Linked DNA regions of Mus musculus: all the other regions are linked to region 6. The links are chromatin contacts, called in public HiChIP or PLAC-seq and promoter capture Hi-C maps. All regions are on one chromosome and are shown on one strand. Each heading gives the region's core, a stretch centred on a gene start, on an enhancer-like site or on the middle of the called end of the contact. The rest is flanking DNA. Distances are from core to core; before and after follow the strand shown.

Region 1 (3,434 bases), core at 403-2,902, 1.1 Mb before region 6:
CTCCGACCTCATCTTCTCCGTCTACTCCTTAACCAACACCCTCCCTGTGCTGTAAGAATTTAACATTGCTCAAGGAGCATATGGGGCACCTGATGCCAAGCCTGAGGGCCACGGGATCCACACAGTGTACAGAACCAAGGCCCACGCGAGGTCCTCGACAGCCACACATGGATGTGGCATGAGTACACACAAGCACAAATGAAATTAAGATGTAGTGGGGGAGAATAAACCCACTCAAGATTCTAGTCAGACATCAAGCTCCCCCCAGACCCCTCCTCACTCCAGTACTGGGACTGAATGTAGAGGCTTTGAACTGTCTGGACAAGTGCTGTGCCACCAAGCAACAGCTCCAGGCCCTGCTTCATTTCCTTTAGGATTCTGTACCTTAGCTCTTCCATCCTTCACTATCCCCAAGGCTCCTTAGCTTCCAACAAGCTTTCCTTACAAAGGAACACCAGTCAGGCTGGGATCAGGCTCCTGGTATCTCTCTACTTCAATTGGCCAGGAAACTCCTCCAGGCCAGGACGCAAGACCCAAGTGACCCTGGAAAAGAAGGAGTCATCTACCAACCCATGGGTCCTCACTAGGCTCCCCCCCTCTTCAACTAAGAATCCACCCAACAACCAAGACAGTTGGGGGAGCGAACACGACCAAATGTGAAACTATCAATATCAGGTATAAAAACCAGCGAGCCAGTCGTTCCAACACTTACCTCCACAATAAAGGACTCGAAGAGGGTAATCCGCATCTAACTTGGCACTGTTCTTCGTATCGCCTTTGCAATCCGCCCCGCTGGATTCAGAAATGTCAGTAGCCATCTCACAAACCTGGAAACAAGAATGACACACACGACTTCACTATCTGAGAAGCTCGACCCCCGCCCCCCAAATAAGCAGCCTTGGGGGTGGGGTGCAGTCTTAGCTTCCACTGTGTATCCCCCAAACACCAAAGCTGTTTTGAGTCTATTAAAAGAAGGACACGAAGTCTCATTAGAGTCACTGATGATCAACTGGAGCCTCATCTACCTGCATCCACGGGTTTACAGGGAAGCGAGAATTAAATGGGGCCATGAAGGCTGTGTTGGGGCAGGGGCAAAAAGGGACACCAGAGGAAAAGAGGAAGCAGTAAGGGGGACAGAGTTGGGCTGGTGGCTTCAACAGAGACGGGGCAGGTCTGAGGTTGCTATGGGAGGGATGCAGCCTGCAGTTAAAAGGCTATGGACACCTTGGCACGACAGGGACGAAGTCACTCGAGGTGCCCAGAATGCAAGGTGCGGCGACAGCAAAATCCCGAAAAGAGACCAAGCCAGGGACAAGGACGGCAATGCCACAGCCTGGGGAGGGGAAATCGGGCCAGGCCTGGGGAAAAGGACAGGTAGCCCGCTGGAAGGCTGGGCTAAGGGGGACATCCCGGGGACTCCACAGGAGGCCCCCATGTGGGCGGGCGTGGAGACGCCCGGCCCGGCCCCCTTCCTGCTTTAGGCAGCGCCTGGGCCGCCTCGGCAGCGCCGCCAGCTCCCGGGGAGGCCGCCGCAGCAGCGCGAATGAGAGCGCTCATTACCCAGCCGGTCGCACGGCCCCCGCCGCCTCCGCTCCCGCCAGCTGAAGCGACACATGCAACTCCTCTTCCCGGCCACGGCTGCCCCGAAATTCGCTGCTGGGGCGCGCTCGCGCGAGACAATGAGCCTTTATCGCGATATCCCCGGCCAGCCGCTAGGAGGATGTCGCGAGACGCCACCGTGCCGGGGTGGGCGGGGCCCAAAAAGGGAGGAGCATGCGCCCATGCGTGGAGCCCGGGGGAAGGGGTGTGGGGTGGGGAAACGGGACCGAGTTGCGTAGAGGCGGCCGGACGGTAGGGGGCGCTGGCTATCCATTGGCAAAGGGGGAGCCAGCGGCTCAGGCTGTCCCTGCGCAGTGGGGCGTGGACTGGACTGGCGCAGAGGTTCTTGAGTCACAGGTGACTCTCTATTAATGATGTGGGCAGCCTTGCCCCAGTGTCTGGGCTACATCCTAGTGTCCCGACTAACCACTAACTAGCCTGATGCATAAGTCACCCCACGGCGTAGAGATGGTGGCTGAATGAGACATAGGGTTTTATTTCATTCCGATTCCCTAAATAGGAATTACTCGTGCAAAGGTCATATTAATTACTGTTTGAATTTATTTCATCAGGCTGACGACTGTTCCCATATGCTCCTTTTTGCATATTTCACCTTCTACGTGTTCTATAACGGGGATTTTCCCATCCGGTCTCAGGATTTCTGGTTTTAACCACACGGGTCCTTGTCTAAATTTTGCTTCCTTGTTTTTAGTTTGGGGAAATCCCTTCATCTGCATACTCAGCCCAAGTCCCACTTGTGAAACAGGAATAGCACTGGGACACTTTCGGAGCTCAGAAAGGGCCTGGTAGAAAGACCATTGCGTTTTTGCTTTTAACATCACCTTCATGAACTAAGCTACCCAAATATGGCCCCCCTCCCGGAACTTTCCTTTGGTGCCGGGAATTGAACCCAGGGTTTTGTGAATGCTACAGAAGAGCTCTGCCTTGAGTTACAGGCCCAGCCCTAATCCCAACACTTGGGAGACAGAGGCAGGCCAATGTCTGAGTTTTAGGCCAACCTAGTCTACAAAGTTCAAAGCTGTTGGCCTGTAAGCGTAGGGCATTTGTGTTGAACGTACAAGGCTCTGGGTTTAATCTACAGACTGGAAAAAAAAACCCCACACAGCAAAGATGTACATTTCGCTAAGCATGGTGGGTGATATGCACCTTTAATCCCAACACTCAGGAGGCAGAGGCAGGTGGATTTCTAAGTTTGAGGCCAGCCTGATCTACAGAGCAAGTTCCAGGATAGCCAGAGCTACACAGAGAAACCCTGAAACCCTGTATATATGTGTGTGGGTGTGTGGATGAGTGTTCGTGTGTGTGTGTGTGTGTGTGTGTGTGTGGTGTGTGTGTGTGTGTATGTGTGTGTGGGTGTGGTGTGTGTGTGTGTGTGTGTATGTGGTGTGTGTGTGTATGTGGTGTGTGTGGGTGTGTGTGTGGGTGTGGGTGTGTATGTGTGTGGTGTGTGTGTGTGTGTGTGTGTGTGCATTATATGCCTGTAGTTTCAGCACTTAGACAGCTGAAACAGAAGGATTGCTGAGTTTAAGGTCACCCAAGGCTACACAGTAAGACTTATGTTTAAAAAACAAACAAAAAACCAGAAAGAAAAAGAAAAAGCACACCATGATACAGAGCTTGGAGCATGGCCCAGTTGGTAAGCACGAAGACCTGAATTAGATTGCTAGGATCTATGTCCAAAGCCAGGCATGGAGACCATTGAGATGGCTTAGTGAGCAGAGGACCAGCCCCACGACCTAGCAGCCTGAGAGTTCGGCTCTCAGAACGCAGATGAAGGTAGGAGGAGAGACAACTCCACAGAGTTGTCCTCTGAC
Region 2 (3,405 bases), core at 548-3,047, 1.6 Mb after region 6:
AGAGGCTGGGAACAGCACTGTCCCCTTACCCCGAGGCATCTCTCCACTCATTCCCAAGCTTTCCTTGGGGCTTGGAACTCTAACACACTTCTTAGGAGTTAAGGTCACAGCCAAATATGGGGAAGGTGGCTCAGAAGGGAGTTTCAGATCAGACCAGGCTACCCGAGGCAAAGGTACAAAGCGCATCATACCTCTTCTACCTTGGCAGAAGGCACACACCCACTTTCTTCAAGAGGGAAAACTAGACATCAATACCACAAGTTTGATAAATACCCACCTTCCACTTGCCAGCAATGGAGTAGCCAGAACCCCAGTGTGCTGGTCCCACTATGAGCTACACCCCCAGCCTGAGAGCTTATCCCAACTAGACTTGACTGACATAGCCTCTTTCAGACAAGCCTCAACCCTAACCCCAAGGAAAGCAACCCAAACTAGATCTCACCATTTTTCGAAGCTTCACCACCCGGGTGCCACCGTTCTTGTCCCCACCAACTGTTTTGGTGACAGTAGCAAGGACCTTCTCTTTTTTCTTCTTCTTCTCAACCTACAAAGACAAACCCATCAATCCAGGATCCTGCCAGACCTCAAACGCAGGAATAAGGCATCATAGTGGGCCATCCGTTCCCTCTCCTACCTTGGTCTTGGCAGCCGAGTATTTCCTTTTGTACAAGGCCTTCCTGGAGTACATAGCAGATCGGGAGTACCTGCCAATTCCTCTCACCAGGACAGGGTTTCGGCTGCAATGGGGCTTCGCCTTCTTGGGCTTTTTACCCTTAGGGTGAACCTTTTTGGCTACTTTGGCGGCCCGGGGCCGGGAGGCAGCAGCATCACTGCCAGCCTTCTTGGCCGCAGGTTTCTTCTCCTTTGTATCAGGCGCTTTTTCACCCGCCATCTAGGGATATAAACAATAAAGGCATTTCATCAACCATTTGTCAACAAGCTAGTATGAAAACCATCCTCTGATGCTTGCAATGCCTCTTCCTTCCAAACACAGGGTTAAGTATCTAGCACTATTAGTTTTTTTGTTTTTTTTTTTTTGCTAAAAAACTTTTTTGTGGTTCCTTATCTTATTCTTCCATTTTTGTGAATCAGAAAACCAAAGACAATCTTTGCTAGTGTCTACACAGGCAAGGAAGCCCAGAATCTCGAGGCTCTTCTGTGCGACCCACTTCAGTGCCAGCAGCCTACAGGCAGAGGCCAGGCAATGGTTCGGGGCCACGGGTTGCTCTAGCACGGGACACTATGACAGACCCAGGGGAACGGGCCTGCCATAAATCCAAACCCATGCACCAGCACGGAACACCCGAGACCTCCCCCTCTGGTGTCGCCCTAGGTCCCGAAGCCACCACGATGGCCCCAGCTCCGCAAAGTAGCCGACAGCGGTGCTCTCCGGTCGTCTTCCGGGGACGCGGTTCCCCACCTTCAGTCGCGAAGCCCAACGTGGCCAAGACAGGCTCAACAGAAGGTTCTGGAACCCCCACTGCAGGGTCGCAAGTCGCAACACAGGCCCTCCAACCCTCCCCAGGTTACGGCAGCCGGCAGGGCCCAGCGACCATCTCGGGCGCTACGCTCGTTCTTAGCCCCCCGCCAACCCACGCTGACAGAAATGAAGCTCCCGAGAGATCTGGCGAATGATCCCGACCATAGGCGGCCCTGGGTAGTGATCCCCGGATGTCCCCCAATTTCGGATGGACGAGGATTGGGGTCCCGAAAGCCGCTGCCACACAGACGCCCGCCATTCCTACCTTGCAAGACGGGAAAGAGAACTAAGGCAGCGGCTTCCGGTCTATAAGCAATGACGGGAGGTGACCAAGATCACTTCCTTCCTGTATGGGGCATCATGGGAAATGTAGTTTTTCTTTACTCCGTGGCAATGCACCTAGGGAACGTCCCCCCAGGCCCCACCCCCACCCTAATAGGTAAGGGCAGCTGAGATGGCTGAGCAAGTAAAAGCGCTTTCTCCTAAAATGATGAACAGACTTTGAGCCTTGCGACTCATGTGGTGGAAGAAAGGACTTTACAGAGTTTTCTTCTTCTCCTCCTCCTCCTTCTTCTTCTTTTTTTTTTTTTTTTGGTTTTTCGAGACAGGGTTTCTCTGTGTAGCCCTGCCTGTCCTGGAACTCATGCTGTAGACCAGGCTGGCCTCGAACTCAGAAATCCACCTGCCTTTGCCGCCCAAGTGTTGGGATTAAAGGCGTGTTGCACCACGCCTGGCCAGAGTTATCTTCTAAAAACTAAAGGTTAGGGTTGGAGTGATGGCCCAGTGGTTAAGAGAACTGGCTGCTCTTCCAGAGTTTTTTGAGTTCAATTTCCAGCAACCACATGATGGCTCATAACCATCTGTAATGGGATCCCATACCCTCTTCTGGTGTGTCTGAAGACAGCTACAGTGTAGTGTACTCATATACATAAGATAAATAAATCTTGCCAGGGCTATGCAGAGAAACCCTGTTTTGAAAACCAAATACATAAATAATAAATAAATAAATAAATCTTTAAAAAAAAAAAGTCTGACAGTGGTGGCACACCCCTTCAATCCCAGCACTAGGAAGGCAGAGGCTGGTAGATCTCTGTGAGTTTGAGGCCAGCCTGAACTACAAAGCTAGTTCTAGGAGAGCCAAGGCTATGCAAGCAAACCCTGCCCCCAAAACAAAATAAACAAATTAAATAGGAAAAAATAAATAAGATTTAAAATAAAACTTTTTTGTTCATTACATTTTTAAATAAGCTACTATCCTTTGAAAAATGACACTGTATACCTGACAGTGCCTTACTTTTTATTACATTTTATTTTATGTGTATGCTTATGTGAGCATGTGGGAGTGGGGAGTGGATGCATGCCCCAGCATACAGATGGAAGTCAGTGGACAACTTGGGGACGCCGGCTCTCTCTACCACATGAGGCCTAGAGATCAGTCATCTTAAGAGGACTTAGGTCATCACAGGCCCCGCATATAACAATTATCCTCTACCTCATAGTGCTTAGAACGACGTATACACATGATTTCTATTGTCTTCTACTTGTCTGTTGCCTGTTGCTAGTGGTAGGAGCTTTTCTCTTGACTTTCTTTTTTTTTTTTTTATCTTCTTTTTTTTTTTCTTTTTTTTTTTTTTCCATTTTTTATTAGGTATTTCGCTCATTTACATTTGCAATGCTATACCAAAAGTCCCCCATAGCCACCCACCCTCTCTTGACTTTCTATATGTGTGTGTGTGTGTGTGGGTGTGTGTGCTGTGTGGGTGGAGGTCTGAGGACAACTTACAACCACTTTTGTTGTCCCACAGTGTGGGTCCCATGAATGGAACTCAGAACTTTGTAGCAAGCACCTGACCCACTGAGCCATGTCTGTGGCCCTTCAATTCGGCTCTAAACCCCATCTTCATGGTTGAGTCTCCAGGAATCTC
Region 3 (3,433 bases), core at 711-3,210, 1.1 Mb before region 6:
CTTCATGAATAACCCTCTTCATCACTCAAAGACACAGGGAGGGCAGGCAAGATGGCTCAGCAGGCAAAGGCGCTTACTGCCTTGACAACTTGGGTTTGATTCCTAAAACCAATACGGGGAGAGGAGAGAAGTTGTCCTCTGACGTCCACACATACACACAATAAATAAATAAATAAACACAGTAAGAGTTTTAAAAGTGGGCAAAGCAGGTCAAGAGAACTCCCTTAATTACAAACCAGCCACCAACCTCATGTGGTCCCGTATCAGAGATTGTCCCTCTGACATTCAGGAAGGTTACCCTTGACATAGTCATTTAAGAAGATCAATGAACTTGACCTTTAAAAGCCCATCTCCTCTCCCATCTCTTCCTGCAGCAATCAGCATTCTCTGCACCTGCTTAAAAGCAGGAGAGAAAAAAAAATTCTAAAACTCACTGAATAAATCAAGCTCTTGACAACAGATCCTCCGTGCCAACAGTATTTCTCTCTAGGCTCTGCGAGTTTACTAGCACAATTAATTATGTATTAATGACTTCACATCAAACGCCATGTTTGTTTTTTATGGTGGGGAATCCAGGCTGGACCAGATGGAGATCACACGGATAAATTAATCATTCGAAGCCAGGTTGGTACTGGCAACTTGGCATGCTCGCTCGGAGCCCTCCCGTCCTGAGGTTTTATCCTTATCCCTGTCCATCATAAGCACAAAGGTGAGAGGCCTCCCGTTTTGTTATTTCAAAACTGAAAGCTAGTGGAGACTGCTTGTGCTAACTTGTTTTGAAAGCAACCACAGAGAGTCCTTGCTCTCTGCTCTGACCAAGGGGGAAGGAACTCGCCAGTGGGGCACCCACAAATGCAAATGTCACCAACCTGCTTCAGATACAGGTGGGAGGAGTCTTTGGCTTCCTTTATTGCTAAAGCTTAAAAAAAAAAAAAAGCAGCCATTTCGGTCTGGGCTGACTTCGTAGTCAAATAAGTAGTGACACCCCTCCGCGCCCCGCACCCCCCCCCCCCCGCCAACCTCCATGAGTCCACCCAAGACTTAATTAAGAACAGGGCAGAGTTTGTAAAACAAAAAGGAGGGAAGCAGACGTGTTGGTGGTGGTCGTCTGGAAGCAGGAGGATGAGGATTTTTAAGGCTAGCGTGGGCTACATGAGACCCTGTCTTAAAAAAAAAAAAAAAAAAAAAAACCCAAAACCAAAGCAACACCTGCACAGTGGGTCCCCAGAAGCCATGCATGAATGAATGCGCATCAGGGCCATTATTCAATTTTCCACGCCACCTTCTCGGGTCGGGCCCTCTCCTGGGAGAGCGGCGCGTGGGAGCGCAGGAAAGGAGCCTGGGAAGTTTCCGTCTGTCAGGCGCCGGTGTTTAACGAGGGGGTGGCAGCCTATTTATAAGTGGGCCCCCGCGCGGGCAAACAAGTCTGGCGACCTACGTGAAACTTTTCACCCGAGCAGATAATAAGATACTGTGCGGCCGTGCGAACAGCTCGGCAGCGAGGGAAGCCGGGAGCTTCCCTGGAAAGGCGGCGGCGAGCAGAGGGCGCTCCGGGCCCCGCGCGGCCGTGCGCACCTGGGCCGCGTCCGCATCCCGGAGCCCAGCCCCGCTGTCGCGCGGCTTCCGGTCACCTGCGCCGCCCGGGGCCGCGGAGCCCGCAACCGTCCGCGCAGGGCCGAGCGCACCGAGGGCCGCCGCCGCCACCGCCCGCCCAGCCCGTGCCCGCGCTCGCCTGCGTCTTGTCGAACTGCTCGCGCTCGGCCTCTAGGCTGTGGCCCGGCCTGCGGCTCAGCACCCGCGCCGGCACATTCTTGATGCTGTTCATGCTGCCGCCGACCGTGTCCCGGCCCGGCTCCGCGCGAATGAGGCGTCACCGCCCGCCTCAAGCCTAGGCACACGGAGGCCGCGCGCCGCGCCGCACGGGGAGGAGCCGCAGCCCCTCCCGCCAGTCACTCCGGTTGTCCAACCGACGCCCCGCCCTCCCCGGCTCCGAACGCTCCGCCCCCCGCCCCCGCCGGGTCCCCGGGACTCCTGGCGTGCCCCGCCCACTGCATCCCTTGATCAACCCTAGGATGCCTAGTAGCCACCACTGTGGTCCCTTAGGACTCCCAGGACACCCTGCCATGCAACCCTCTGTCACCCAGTACGCCCTGCCCTGCACCCTTCCAGTCCCCGGGGACGCCCCATCCGGCACCCCTTCTGGTCCCCCGGGACTCCTTGAACCCCAAGACTCTGCATCCGCTTCGTTCCCGCGGGACTTCCTGGGAGTGTCCCTTGCACACCTGTCCTTGTCTCCTTGCACAATTCTAGCTCTCCAGGATTCCCCAACACACCAGTTCCCTAATTCTGACAGATCAGATGCAAGGACAAATACCCACTTAGCTTGGCTACATACCTTCTTACCATCTCCCCAAAGAAAGGAAAAATCACGTTGGGTCTTTCTCTACACCTGTAGGGGGAAAACTGGAACAAATAAGAGTCTTGTCTCCTTGAGTCTGGTCAGTAGCCACGCTGCAGGTTTCTTTGGTTTTTTTGTTGGGAGCCCAGCCATCTCTTCAAGTCTTTGCTTTTTGAGATGAAGTATCAACTCCCTGAGATAGGAAATGCTGTCATGAGTTAGACACCTGACCGTCTGTCTCCTAGGTCAGGTGACGCTCTCTGAGGACCCAGACGGACCCTTTCTTTCCCATTGCTCATTCCTTACTGTGTTGACATCCACTCAACATTTCAGAGTTGGACAAGGCTGTCTTTGCCACTAAGAGATTAGCCGTGCTTTATCTAATACCAATCAATGAAAAGCTCCTTTGCCAAAATATGAGGAGTAACAACAACAGCCGATACTTAAAACCTATTTGCCAGGTATGGGGCTAAACCCCTTATACCTATTATCTTGTCCCTAATCCTCAGCAAGTCACTAAATAGCCATGGTCAAAAAAAAAAAAAAAAACACACAACACAACAGATGAGCCGATTTGTTCTGTGCCAGCTGTTTCTCGGACTCTTTTTCTCACACGGGACAAAAACCAGTTATCCTGTGATTTCCATACAAAAGACCAGCCCCCACTGGGTATAGAACATCTACTACAGTGGCCTGTCATTATCAAAAGTTCCCATTCTTTTTCGTCAATAGAGGCTATTACTGCGCTGGGCGTGGTGTTCAGGCATCCAGTCAGCAGGACCCCATTCAATCTTAAAGTTTTGGTGGTATTTTTGCAGACCAAGAAAAAAAAAGGGGAAGGGCTTCGAGCCTAGGTTCACACTGTTGCAAAATGATGCCTTCAGGATATGGTCTCAGATCGGCCAGGTTTCCAGACAAGCACACTTGTAATGATACTGGAGTCCCTATGGCTATTACAATGTATCTGCGGGTGAGGTTTTGAGTAGCTGAAGGTCAAGGTGGCCTTGTGCTGACCAGCCTTCTGCTTTCCATACC
Region 4 (3,898 bases), core at 201-2,700, 1.0 Mb after region 6:
TCAACGTGAGGACTGTGACAAGGGGTCATGCCTAATCGCACACTTATAGATGTGGGAAAAAATGACCTGGCCAAAGAACAGAGCTCCACACAAACAGCCCCATGGGGCAGAAACCTTGGGGTCCTTCTTCCCCACCAAGACTGACAATATTACCTGGTGCCCATCAGCCATCCTCCCCCAACTGCCCAGATGGGGGCACCCTGGCCAAGGTCACCAGCAGACAGAAGGCCCAGCCAGGTCCCTAGCCCTTGCCTGCTCTGGCTCGGCAAACAAGCAGGCTCTAGCTTCCCCTTGGAGGGAGGGAGTGCTCCCTGCTATTCAACCGTCTCTGCTCTGTTCAGGTTCAAAGTCTGCTGAGGGCTCCGAGCTACAAGCAACAGGGTCTAAGCACGATGCTTTAGGGACCAAATTCTTGTCTGGGCTGGCCCAGGCCGGAAGCCCAGTTACCAACACTTCCCAGACCTCAGTTTGCCTCAATGGGCTTCATGGAGGCACCGATGAGCTAAACTAAGGACAGCCTGTGACAAACTATAGGGGGAAAGTATTCTAAAGCAGGCGAAGGCACCCAATGTGGCGCTCACACCTGTCATTCCAGCACTTGGAAGGCAGACAAAAAACGCCACACATGCCAGGTATAGTGGTGCACACCTTTGATCCCAGCCCTCGCGATGCAAAGATAGGTGGATCTATCTGTGAGGCTAGCCTGTTCTGCATTATTGAGTTCCAGGCCAGCCAAGGGTACACATTAAGCTTCTGTCTCATTTAACAACAAAACCGGCCGGGCGCGGTGGCGCACGCCTTTAATCCCAGCACTGGGGAGGCAGAGGCAGGCGGATTTCTGAGTCCGAGGCCAGCCTGGTCTACAAAGTGAGTCAGGGCTACACAGAGAAACCCTGTGTCGAAAAACCAAAACAAAAAACAAAAAAACAACAACAAACCCCACCAAAAACAAAACAAAATAAAACAGTTTAGCGGATAAAGACGCTGGCTGTCAAGCTTTCTGACCCGAGTTTGATCCCCAGAAACCAAGTAGAAGAAGGAAAGCCCGGACTCCCCCCAAGTTGTCTTCTGACCTCCACACACGCACACGTAAACAAAAGTAAATACATAAAAAATTAAGACAAGTGATGAGTCCTCCATTCGTGGGGTCACAGCTGGCCCCGCGGCTAGGACTCGAGGGAAACGGAGGCAGGGCATCACCACCGCGGAACCTCAAGCCCCCGTGGTGCGCCGGCCGGGCCGCGATGGAGGCCGCGGGCGGGTCCCGGGCGACAGCCGCGCGGCTGCCGACCCCGTCGCGGTCCCGTCCCGCCCGGCTTTACCTGGCTCTGGGACCGGCGCGACGGTCTGTCCTGCCCATGGCCCGGAACAGCTCGGGGGCCGGCGACGACAGGGCCCTTTGTCTCCCGGAGGCCGAGTGGCGGCGACCCGCGGGCGCCCCTTTAACCCTGAGCGGCCCGCCCAGGAGGGGGAACGCCTCCGAGCCACACGCGCCTGCCCATTGGTCAGCCCTGCAAGGTCCCGCCCCCGAATTTACCACGCCCCCACACGCGCGCCTGAAAAATCCCTCTTAAAGGGACCGTGCCAGGGTCGGGAGTTCCCAGAATTCGGTCCCGGAGCAACCTGGCGAGACGGCTCAACGGCGCTTGTCGCCAAGCCTGGGGAAATATAACGTGAAAGATGCCAGGGAACCGCCTCCCACCAGTTGCTCAAGGTACACACAGGATATCTAGTGAGTCCGAGACCATCCTGGCCTCGAAAACAAAAAATAAATAAATAAATAAAGAAAGAAAGAAAGAAAGAAAGAAAAGAAAAAAGAAAACGTTCAACCCACAGCGTTTCCAGAGAAAATCAACACAAGTCTGTTTTAAAACGCAGAGGATACCGAGCCATCCAAACACTTGCCTAAATTAAGAGAGAGTTCTAGAAGTGAGCAGAGGTAGAGGCCCACCGACCCACTGCACCCCTGCGTGACCTCCCAGGAGTCGCTGGGATTCTATGCAAAATATAAAGACAAGCGTGGTGTTTACAGGGTGTGGCTCAACTACAGGCGCTCCCAGTAAGTAGGAATGGCCGGGGTTTCCCCTCTCCCCAAAAATCACACAGACCCACCTCCCAGAATCCTTCACTTCCTTTTCTTCCTGCCTCCTCCTCACTTCCTTCTACTTTCCTGTCCGGGGTCCTCCTAGCCGGAGGACAAGAGCGAAACAGGACAGACCAGGATCCCAGGCTTCATTCCACCGAGTCTCACTAGCGCCTACAGTGGTGCAGACTGATCCAGAGAGAAACAGCTCGGAGTCAATCAAAAAACAGTTCTAACAGGGCTTGGTGAGAGGCAGAGAATAGGCGACAGCCGCCGGGAGTGCGGGGCTGAGACAAACCAACGCTCAGGAATGGCCACTGAGGGGCAGCGACCTAGCCCACTGGAGACCTGCAGGAAGGGTGTCCCGGATGGAGGAAACCGCAAGTCCAAAGGCACAGAGAAGCGCAGAGAGCAAGTGGAGGAAGAAGTTACGTGTTGGAAGGCTTTTAGGAAGCCTTATTGCATAGGACCCTGTGAACTTTGGGAAATCTTTGTTTTCAGGTGTGCTTGGGAGCACGTGTAATTTCAGGCCTTGGTAGGGAGTGGTAAGAGGACATCTGGAAAGCTATATATATATATATATATATATATATATACACATATATACATATACACGCAATATTTTATATTATATATTATATACATATATAGCTATATAGCAAGATTGTGCCTCAATATAATAAAATATTTATTACTTATAATTAATAAGTATTAAATAAATCATTAATTTATTAGATAAACTAATTAATTTACTAGATAAATTAATTAGTACACTAGGTTGGTCTTGAACTCACAGAGAGCCTCTTGTCTGCCTCCCAATTTGGGGGATTTATTTCCCGCACTATGATGCCTTGCCTGTGGAGGGTTTTGAGGAGAGATGCGATCTCTAGAGGGCTGTAGGACAAGAGGGAAGGCCAGGAGGCCAAGCGGAAGCCTACTGTAGTGGTCTGAGCAAGTCTTGATGACAGTGTACTGGCTGGTTTTGTGTATCAACTTGACACAGCTGGAGTTATCACAGAGAAAGGAGCTTCAATTGAGGAAATGCCTCCATGAGATCCAACTGTAAGGCATTTTCTCAATTAGTGATCAAGGGGAAAAGGCCCCTTGTGGGTGGTGCCAGCTCTGGGCTGGCAGTCTTGGGTTCTATAAGAAAGCAGGCTGAGCAAGCCAGGGGAAGCCAGCCAGTAAGTAACATCCCTTCATGGCCTCTGTATCAGCTCCTGCTTTCTGACCTGCTTGAGTTCCAGTCCTGACTTCCTTGGTGATGAACAGCAGTATGGAAGTGTAAGCCGAATAAACCCTTTCCTCCCCAACTTGCTTCTTGGTCATGATGTTTGTGCAGGAATAGAAACCCTGACTAAGACAGACAGCTTGGAGGAGAGAGTAGGGGAGTAGTATGGAGCTGGCAAACTTGGTGCCTGTTTTTAAGATCTATGCCCTCTGTGTAGCCCTGGCTGTTCTGCCTCAACTTTATGAACCAGACTGGCCTCCAACTCACAGAGACTTGCTTGCCTCTGCCTCCAGAGTGCTGGGATTAAAGGTGTGCGTACCACTACTCAGCTATTTTTTTGTTTTGTTTTGTTTTGAGTTTTTCGAGACAGGGTTTCTCTGTGTAGCTCTGGCTGACCTGGAACTCACTCTGTAGACCAGGCTGGCCTCGAGCTCAGAAATCCACCTGCCTCTGTCTCCCAAATGCTGGGATTAAGGGCGTGTGCCACCACCGCCGGCTTATTTTTGTTTTTTTAATCGAAGTGAAATTCACTTGAAAAATCAATTTCAGAGCAACCGACTTGACTGTGTTTGATGCGCTCCCAA
Region 5 (3,599 bases), core at 36-2,535, 1.5 Mb after region 6:
CCTGATGCCCCTCTTCAAGCACCAGGAATGCACGTGGTGCACAGACATCAAACTGGCAAGCAAGAACCCACATATGTACCAATTTGCTAGAGACACAAGCACCCATTCTGCCAAGGGGAGAGGAAAACCCCTAAAAACGAAAGAGCCCAAAACCCATAGCCACACTGAAAACGTGAGGTCTGCTGTAGCCAAAAAAAAAAAAAAAAAAAAAGCACTGACCTTGATAAAGCTTCCTTCCTCATCATTACCTGAGACAAGACCATACAACCATCAACGAGGCGAGCGAGACATGGCAAAATTAAATAAAATAAATAAATAAATAAATAAGGCACCGCTTCCAATAACAGAACATCTCAGTCACTGCAAAGTGTTTTCTCTCTGACTCAGTTTGGTGATTCTTTTTATTCTATTACGGTGGGAAGATGACGATAAAGACACATCTTGAAAGCCTGCGGGGTTTGGGATGCGCGCCGTGAGGAGGGTTCAACGCAAGCAAAAGCACGAGGAAGTCAAGAGGCAGAGAATAAACCTCAGACACGGTGCTGAAAGGTTAAAAAAAACAAAAAACCTTCCATTCCAGCAGCCTGGCCGGCCGCTCCGGCAACACCAGCTCCTGCCATCTCTTGCCCGCTATTCGGGGCCCGCGACCCCCTCCCCCCCGCCTCCCACGTGTGCCCAGAACAGCTGTTCCTGCATCAGGATGGGACTCGGGTCTCAGTGACCTTGCATCAGCCCCTTCCCTTCTCCGGGTCTCAGTTTCCCCACGTGCACTTAGACTACATTCTGTAAGACAGCCCTCCCCGGATCCTCATCCTGGTACCCAGAGCAATCATCACTGGGGTATCTCCCTTCCGGAGGCGAGCGCTCCCACCGTCGCGCCTGAGCCGCTTGTCACCTGCAAGAAAAGACCGCGCGGGGGTTCCTCGGGAGCGGCTGGAATAAAACAACCTGCCGGGAGCGCTGGTCTCCAAGCGGCGGCGCGATCCGCACAGAGTTGACAGCGGCGCGCACCCACCGTTGTCTTGTCGCCTCCGGGTCCAGCGACGCCGGGGTCCGCGCCTAAGCGAGGGCGAGGCTGCGGCCTAGCGCCCCGCGCGGTCCGCCCCCTCGCCGCCCCACCCCGCGCGCGACCCCAGCGACCCTCCCTGGCCTTCGCCCGAACCGGGGCACGCTTTGTCTCGCCGCGGTGGCTAACAGACCGACTCCGGGGTACTCACCGTAAATGGGCCGGAGGCGCCGGTCGTTAGGGTCCTGCACATGGCCCCGCGTCGCCATGATGACAAGCGCAGAACCTCAGTGCGCAAGCGCTGAGCAGGCCCCCGGGAAGGGGCCGTTAAAGGGCCAGCGTCGAGCTCGCCGACCTATCGCGATAGTGGAGGGGAGGTACGGCGGAGTGCGCCTGCGTAGAAAGGGTGGCTCGCCTCTCCTTTAATTGGCGCTGTGGTTTGATTTTTTTTTTTTTTTTTTTTTTTTTTGCCTGCGGAGTCATCGGGACCCCAGGGGCGGTTGTTGTGGTTGAAGGCGTGGAGAGAGAGTGCGGTTTAATCTCACTGACTGTAACAGCTAGAAGAACCAGTTGGTTTTGGCCCTTGATGGTGAAGCAACCTGGAACTTGTTGAGTGGGAGCCCTGGGAGCGTGCTTGCCCAACAGTGAAACTGTAGAAAAAGCCTGCGAGCCCTCCTCCACCCGTTCCCTGAACTCAGTGCTGTGCGTGGCTAGACACTAGTGCAAGCTCTTTAAGTAGGTTGCTTTTAACATTCCCACGGCACTAGACGGTATAATGAGCTTTCTTTGTACAGATTTACAATTCGCACGGCCCAGAGTTATGAGTGCTATTTGGGCGGCGATAATGACAAGGAGCTAAAGGTATCCCCAGCACTCGGGAGGCAGAGGCAGGCGGATCTCCTTGAGTTCGAGGTTAGCCTGGTCTACATAATGAGTTCCAGGACAGCCAAGGCTATGTAGAGACCCTGTCCCTATAAAGAAATGGATAGAAATAAAAATAAAAAGGTTCTCCCACCAAGTGGTTGCTTGCCCTATTTGGCTGGCATTCCTCCTTGCCCCAACAATTTTTCCCTCAGTTCATGGCTCCTCTTCTCCAGCTGCATGTAACTGGATTTGGCGTTTGTAACACTTTCACAGACCAGTGAATCTTGTAGCTTTAGCGGTATGTAAGGTGTATATCCGTAACTACCGCACTGAAGGGGCTAAGACAAGAGGCTAGTAAGGGCCAGACTGGGCTAGCTACATAGGAAGACCCTGTCTCAAAAGAGAGGGAGAAGAAATGGTACATGTTTGAGCTGATTTAGCTTAGGGATTTAAACATTACACAATGTATACAAGTATGGGGCAATACATAGTACCCTGTACAGATGTATAACTGTTTGAATGTGTCCCTTACAAGTTTTAAAAGCTTACCATTGGTTATTTCATGTGTGTTTCTGTATATATGTGTGTGGGCACTCCAATACCCAAAGTGTGGAGGGTCTCTCTGTCTACCACAGTGGTTCTCAACCTGTGGTTCGTGACCCTCATTCATTCTATTTCAGATGTTTACAATTGGTAACATGAGCAAAGTTACAGTTATGAAGTAGCAATGAAATAATTTCATGGTTGGGGGTAGGGGTCACCACAACATGAGGCCCTGTGTTAAAAGGTTGCAGCTTCAGAAAGGTTGTAATCCACTGTAAAAATGTGAAAGCTGCCAGGGCATGGTGGCGCACGCCTTTAGTCCAAGCACTTGGGAGGCAGAGGCAGGTGGATTTCTGAGTTTGAGGCCAGCCTGGTCTACAGAGTGAGTTCCAGGACAGCCAGGGCTACACAGAGAAACCCTGTCTTGAAAAAGAGGAGGAAGAGGAAGGAAGGAAAAATGGAAGGAAAACAAACCAAGGTTCAGTTCCCAGCACCACAACTGTCGGTAACTTTAGTTGCAGGGAATCTGAGGCCCTCTTCTGGCCTCTGGGCACTGGATACAGGTGCTGCACAGTTAGTTGTACATGCAGACAAAATGCTTATACACATGTTTTAAATTAAAGTTTACATTCAAAATGACACACATACACACATACACACGCCTGAATCAGCACACACCCAGAGGACTTGCCTAGGCTCAGAATTTTTAACTACATAGACCCAGGCAGTACACAGAATGTTTTCAGTATTTTTGTATGTATGCATACATGTGTGGGGGTAATGAGTACCTGAAGAGGCGAGAGAAGGTGGCTGTTTGTCCTTCTCTGTCAGTCCTCATCCCATTCACCTGAGAGAGGGTCTCTCAACTGAACGTGGAGCTGGCTATTTTTTCAGCTGAGCTGGCAGCCAGCAAGTTTCTGCCGTCCTCCATTTGAAGCTACAGTAAGGCAAGCCCAGCCTTTCCCATGTGTGCTCAGGATCAGAAGCCAAGACATCATGCTTGCTTATCCAAAGCTCACACCCCTGGAGCCCGCTCCTGCCCTATTCTTTTTATGTGTACAGGCACTCCCTTACATGGACGCCTGTGCACCACATATGTGCCTGCAGCTATCAGAGGCTACAAGAGTGTGTCAGATCCCTGGACTTGAGTCACAGCACATTTCAAACCACAGCGTGAGCACTGGGG
Region 6 (3,367 bases), core at 135-2,634:
TGAGAGTTTTTTACACACACACACACACACCTTACATTATTGCAGTTTGTAATGTGGCTACTTGAGATCTATCTCTCAGGGGATTGTTGTTGGTTGGTTTTCCACGAAAACACTTGCTTGGCCTCAAACATGCAGCAATCCTCCACCTCTACCTCCTAAACGCTGATCACGGGCTTGTGCCACCATGCTTAAGGGGCTCTTTTCTTTTAACTGGCAAACTCTTTCTTAAACAGGGTGATTATATTTTGAATTACCTCTACCCCATCTTGACTAAGGCAGTGAAGGTGCTGGGCAAAACACTTGCTGAATTTCTCTATCCACTTGACCCTCTCTTCAATCGTCCACAGTAAATCTTTGACACTCTGTGCAAGGTCGTCAATCTAGCAGCCCAAAGCCAACACACTTACTTCTTCCACGAGATGGATACAACACCGTGAGGGAAGACATCACCACCTTCTGACTCACGCCATTTGACTTGATTTTGGGCAAATGAATCAATGCCTGAATTGACTGCTGTACACAGCCTCTTTAGAACTCTCTGCGATGGGGTTGAGAAAATTCATCTCCCCTAAGTAGGCCAAAATCACACACACACACACACACACACCACATACACACACACAAAACCTGCCCTTTTCTGAAACTTCTATCAGTGATTCTCCCACGCTCTCACTCCCACCTGGGAGCAAGGCTGCCAAATTACTTGCTGCGTACCTAGTGGCGATGTAGACACGTCTAGCGCTCTAGGTCACGGCCACAACATTTAAACCCACGGGAAGGACTCCTTGAAGGAGGACACCCCCAACCCCCCATGGGCCACTCAGGTCCTAGCCTCATCATACCACGCAGCGCTCTCTATGCCTTCTGTCTCGTGATGCACCCCCCGAAGTCTGGGTTAGCTCAAGGACTCGGGGGAGGCAGAGGGCACAGCCATGGCCAGAGACACCGAGGCTCTTGCGGCTTAAAAAAAAGCTCGGGACCCCGAGAAGAGCACAGGGCCCTGGGAACAGGGCCCAGCGGGCTGAGACCGCAGGGCCACTAGCCGCCTCCTCGGCCAGGACGCCGGAGGGCGCTGTGGGAGCTCGGGAGGGTCTGCTGCCTGGCCTCTCCGGCTGGAACCGGTCGGGGCCCCACACACACTTCGGGCCGGGCGCCCCGCTACGTGGTGGTCTCTCACGAAGCCCCTCTGGGTAACCGCTGAGACGGAAAACAGGAAGCGCTCTGGGCGTACGGGAGAGGCAAGGAGAGCCTCCCGGCTCCACCAGCCCCTCACCTTCATGGCCGCGACCGCCTCGGCTCGGTCGGCTCTACCGGGGAACTCAGCACCATAGCAGCCTCCTCACACAACGGATCTTCCTTCCTTCTAAGGCGGCGAATGCGGCGCCTCCCGAGACCCACTGAGCGTCCCTACGTAAGGGGGCATGGCCACGCTCGGCTCACGCCCCGGGAAGACGCCGAGCGGCGGGCGGAGCCCACCAATCCGAAGCGGGTCTTCGGGGGGCCCGATCACCAAAGCCAATGAAATGGTGAAGAAGGGGCGGGGTTTCGGGCGCAGTCTTGCGAGCGAAGGGGAGAGGGGAGGGGCGGAGGGAAACGGGGCGGGGCGAAGAGGGGCGGGGCGGGGCGTGACGCGACGTGACGCCCGGTCTGTCGGAGAGAAAGCCGCTCAGGCTGAATTGGCTTCCTATTTTGGGTGGATAGCTTCCCTCGGCCCGAGGCAGAAAAAGAGCTGTGGTGAAGTAGGAAACACTGTTGGTTTGAAGCTTTTATTCTAACCTGCGGAGCAGGGCCTCTCTCGGGCTTAACCCATTCTCCGAATGTTCTAGATCTCATCACCAGGAGAACCTCGGATCTCCTCAAGGAAGAGGGGCAGCACGATCTAGGGCGAGCCATTTAGAAGATGTACTGAGAACGGCTGAAGAACCAAAGGCTGTCCAATTCCAATTCTTTGTCGTTCGGTTCGTATGTGTGTGTGTGCGGTTTTCTTTTTAGACAAGATTTTTTCCTGGCTGTGCTGGCCAGAGAACTCCCAGTTTACACCAGGCTGGCTTGGAACTCAGAGAAATCATGCCTGCCTCTCTGCCTTCCGAGTGCTTGAGATTAAAGATGTGTTCCACCACAACTGCGTCCAATTGATGTAATGTTCAAATTTACCCAAGTACTAACTAACCCTTTCAAAGAATTCACATGATCCCTTCAAACTGACGTCGGGGCAGAAAAACAAGTGGCAAAAGATGGTATAAATTTCTTCAGCCTTGCTGGATTAAGGCTTTAATTAGTTGGTTTTCCTACATTTCTTTCTCTCACTTCAAAATAATATTTGAGGTCGGGCGTGGTGGCACACACCTTTAGTCCCAGCACTTGGGAGGCAGAGGTAGGCGGATTTCTGAGTTCGAGGCCAGCCTGGTCTACAAAGTGAGCTCCAGGACAGCCAGGGCTATACAGAGAAACCCTGTCTTAAAAAATAATAAAATAATAATAATAATTGAAATTTTAGAGCTCAAGATGTTACTTCTTCCTTAGCGAAGACCCAGACAACTCCTATTCTTATAATAATAATAATACTTTAAAATTCTTTGTATCTGGTTTTGCCTGCATGTGTATCTGTGCACCACATGTGTACAGTGATCAGGGAAGTCAGATGAGGATGTTGGATGCCCTGCAACTGAATTACAGTTGTGAACCACTATGTGAGTGTTAGAAACCAAACCCAAGTCCTCTGTAAGAACAGCAAGTGCTCTTAACCGCTGAGCCAGCCCCTGTTCTATTCTTTTTCAACATCTGCTTAGATGAACTTTTTGACAGAACACGAATACAGCTGGGTGCAGTGGCACAGGCCTTTAAACCCAGGATGGCAGAGGCAGGTGAATGTCTCTGAATTCCAGACCAGCCACTTTACATCGTCAGACCCTGGCTCAAAACAAAACAAACCATAGCATGCTATGTCCTTGGACTATGTCAAGCCTATTTTTCTTCAGGCTCTATTGAGATAATGTAATATCTTGTCTGGCACTCAGGAGGCAAGAGGCAGTGGGTCTCTGTGAGTTCAAGAACAGCCTGCCTACTGAGAAAGCTCCAGGACAACCAGGGCTTACACAGAGGACAAGAAGAAAAACTATTAGACAGTAATTTTTCTGCTCATCATCTAGGCAAAGAAATTAAAAGCCATTTGCTGGTGGGGCTAAAGATATGTTTCCCATCAACCACATGCCTGCTGTATGAAGACCAGGATCTGAGTTCCCTCCTTGGCACCTATGTAAAAATCAGGTTTGGTGGTATTCATCAGTAATTCTAGTACTCTGTGGGTAGAAGCAGGAGGATAGCTGAGTTTACTGGCCAATTTAGCATAATTGGAGAGCTCCAGGCT

The links. Promoter capture Hi-C pulls out the DNA fragments that hold promoters and counts their contacts. HiChIP or PLAC-seq counts read pairs in DNA pulled down with a chosen protein or histone mark.
Region 1: a contact with region 6 is called in a promoter capture Hi-C map of liver, with 4 times the contacts expected there. The contact joins the promoter of Denr here to the promoter of Rnf34 in region 6. A contact is called at or near these places in 3 of 39 promoter capture datasets (liver and pre-B cells).
Region 2: an H3K27ac HiChIP or PLAC-seq map of microglia shows a contact between it and region 6, with 7 times the contacts expected there. The contact joins the promoter of Rpl6 here to the promoter of Rnf34 in region 6. A contact is called at or near these places in 1 of 39 promoter capture datasets (pre-B cells) and 1 of 115 datasets of contacts at active chromatin or transcription factors (microglia).
Region 3: a promoter capture Hi-C map of liver shows a contact between it and region 6, with 3 times the contacts expected there. The contact joins the promoter of Hip1r here to the promoter of Rnf34 in region 6. A contact is called at or near these places in 2 of 39 promoter capture datasets (liver and pre-B cells).
Region 4: a contact with region 6 is called in a promoter capture Hi-C map of liver, with 6 times the contacts expected there. The contact joins the promoter of Pheta1 here to the promoter of Rnf34 in region 6. A contact is called at or near these places in 2 of 39 promoter capture datasets (liver and pre-B cells) and 1 of 115 datasets of contacts at active chromatin or transcription factors (bone marrow-derived dendritic cells).
Region 5: a contact with region 6 is called in a promoter capture Hi-C map of liver, with 4 times the contacts expected there. The contact joins the promoter of Naa25 here to the promoter of Rnf34 in region 6. A contact is called at or near these places in 2 of 39 promoter capture datasets (liver and pre-B cells).

Annotation. Positions count from the first base shown.
Region 1 is chr5:123,905,493-123,908,926 of GRCm38.p6, reverse strand. Denr (density-regulated protein) reads right to left here and starts at 1,652. Exons shown (of 8, transcript NM_026603.4): 1 at 1,561-1,652; 2 at 713-827. The coding sequence starts at 818.
Region 2 is chr5:121,202,893-121,206,297 of GRCm38.p6, reverse strand. Rpl6 (ribosomal protein L6) reads right to left here and starts at 1,797. Exons shown (of 7, transcript NM_011290.5): 1 at 1,746-1,797; 2 at 635-892; 3 at 443-544. The coding sequence starts at 892. It overlaps LOC115490270 (a small nucleolar RNA gene), which reads right to left and starts at 1,288; the gene lies at 1,155-1,288.
Region 3 is chr5:123,972,155-123,975,587 of GRCm38.p6, reverse strand. Hip1r (huntingtin interacting protein 1 related) reads right to left here and starts at 1,960. Exons shown (of 32, transcript NM_145070.3): 1 at 1,733-1,960. The coding sequence starts at 1,825. It overlaps Gm46922 (a long non-coding RNA gene), which reads right to left and starts at 1,720. Exons shown (of 3, transcript XR_001784954.1): 1 at 1,210-1,720; 2 at 870-919; 3 at 110-396.
Region 4 is chr5:121,846,549-121,850,446 of GRCm38.p6, reverse strand. It overlaps Pheta1 (PH domain containing endocytic trafficking adaptor 1), which reads right to left and starts at 1,450. Exons shown (of 4, transcript NM_175474.4): 1 at 1,323-1,450.
Region 5 is chr5:121,395,681-121,399,279 of GRCm38.p6, reverse strand. It overlaps Naa25 (N(alpha)-acetyltransferase 25, NatB auxiliary subunit), which reads right to left and starts at 1,285. Exons shown (of 24, transcript NM_172722.4): 1 at 1,218-1,285. The coding sequence starts at 1,275.
Region 6 is chr5:122,848,205-122,851,571 of GRCm38.p6, reverse strand. Rnf34 (ring finger protein 34) reads right to left here and starts at 1,384. Exons shown (of 6, transcript NM_030564.1): 1 at 1,274-1,384. The coding sequence starts at 1,279. Gm33044 (predicted gene, 33044) reads left to right here and starts at 1,636. Exons shown (of 2, transcript NR_169045.1): 1 at 1,636-1,739; 2 at 1,827-2,122.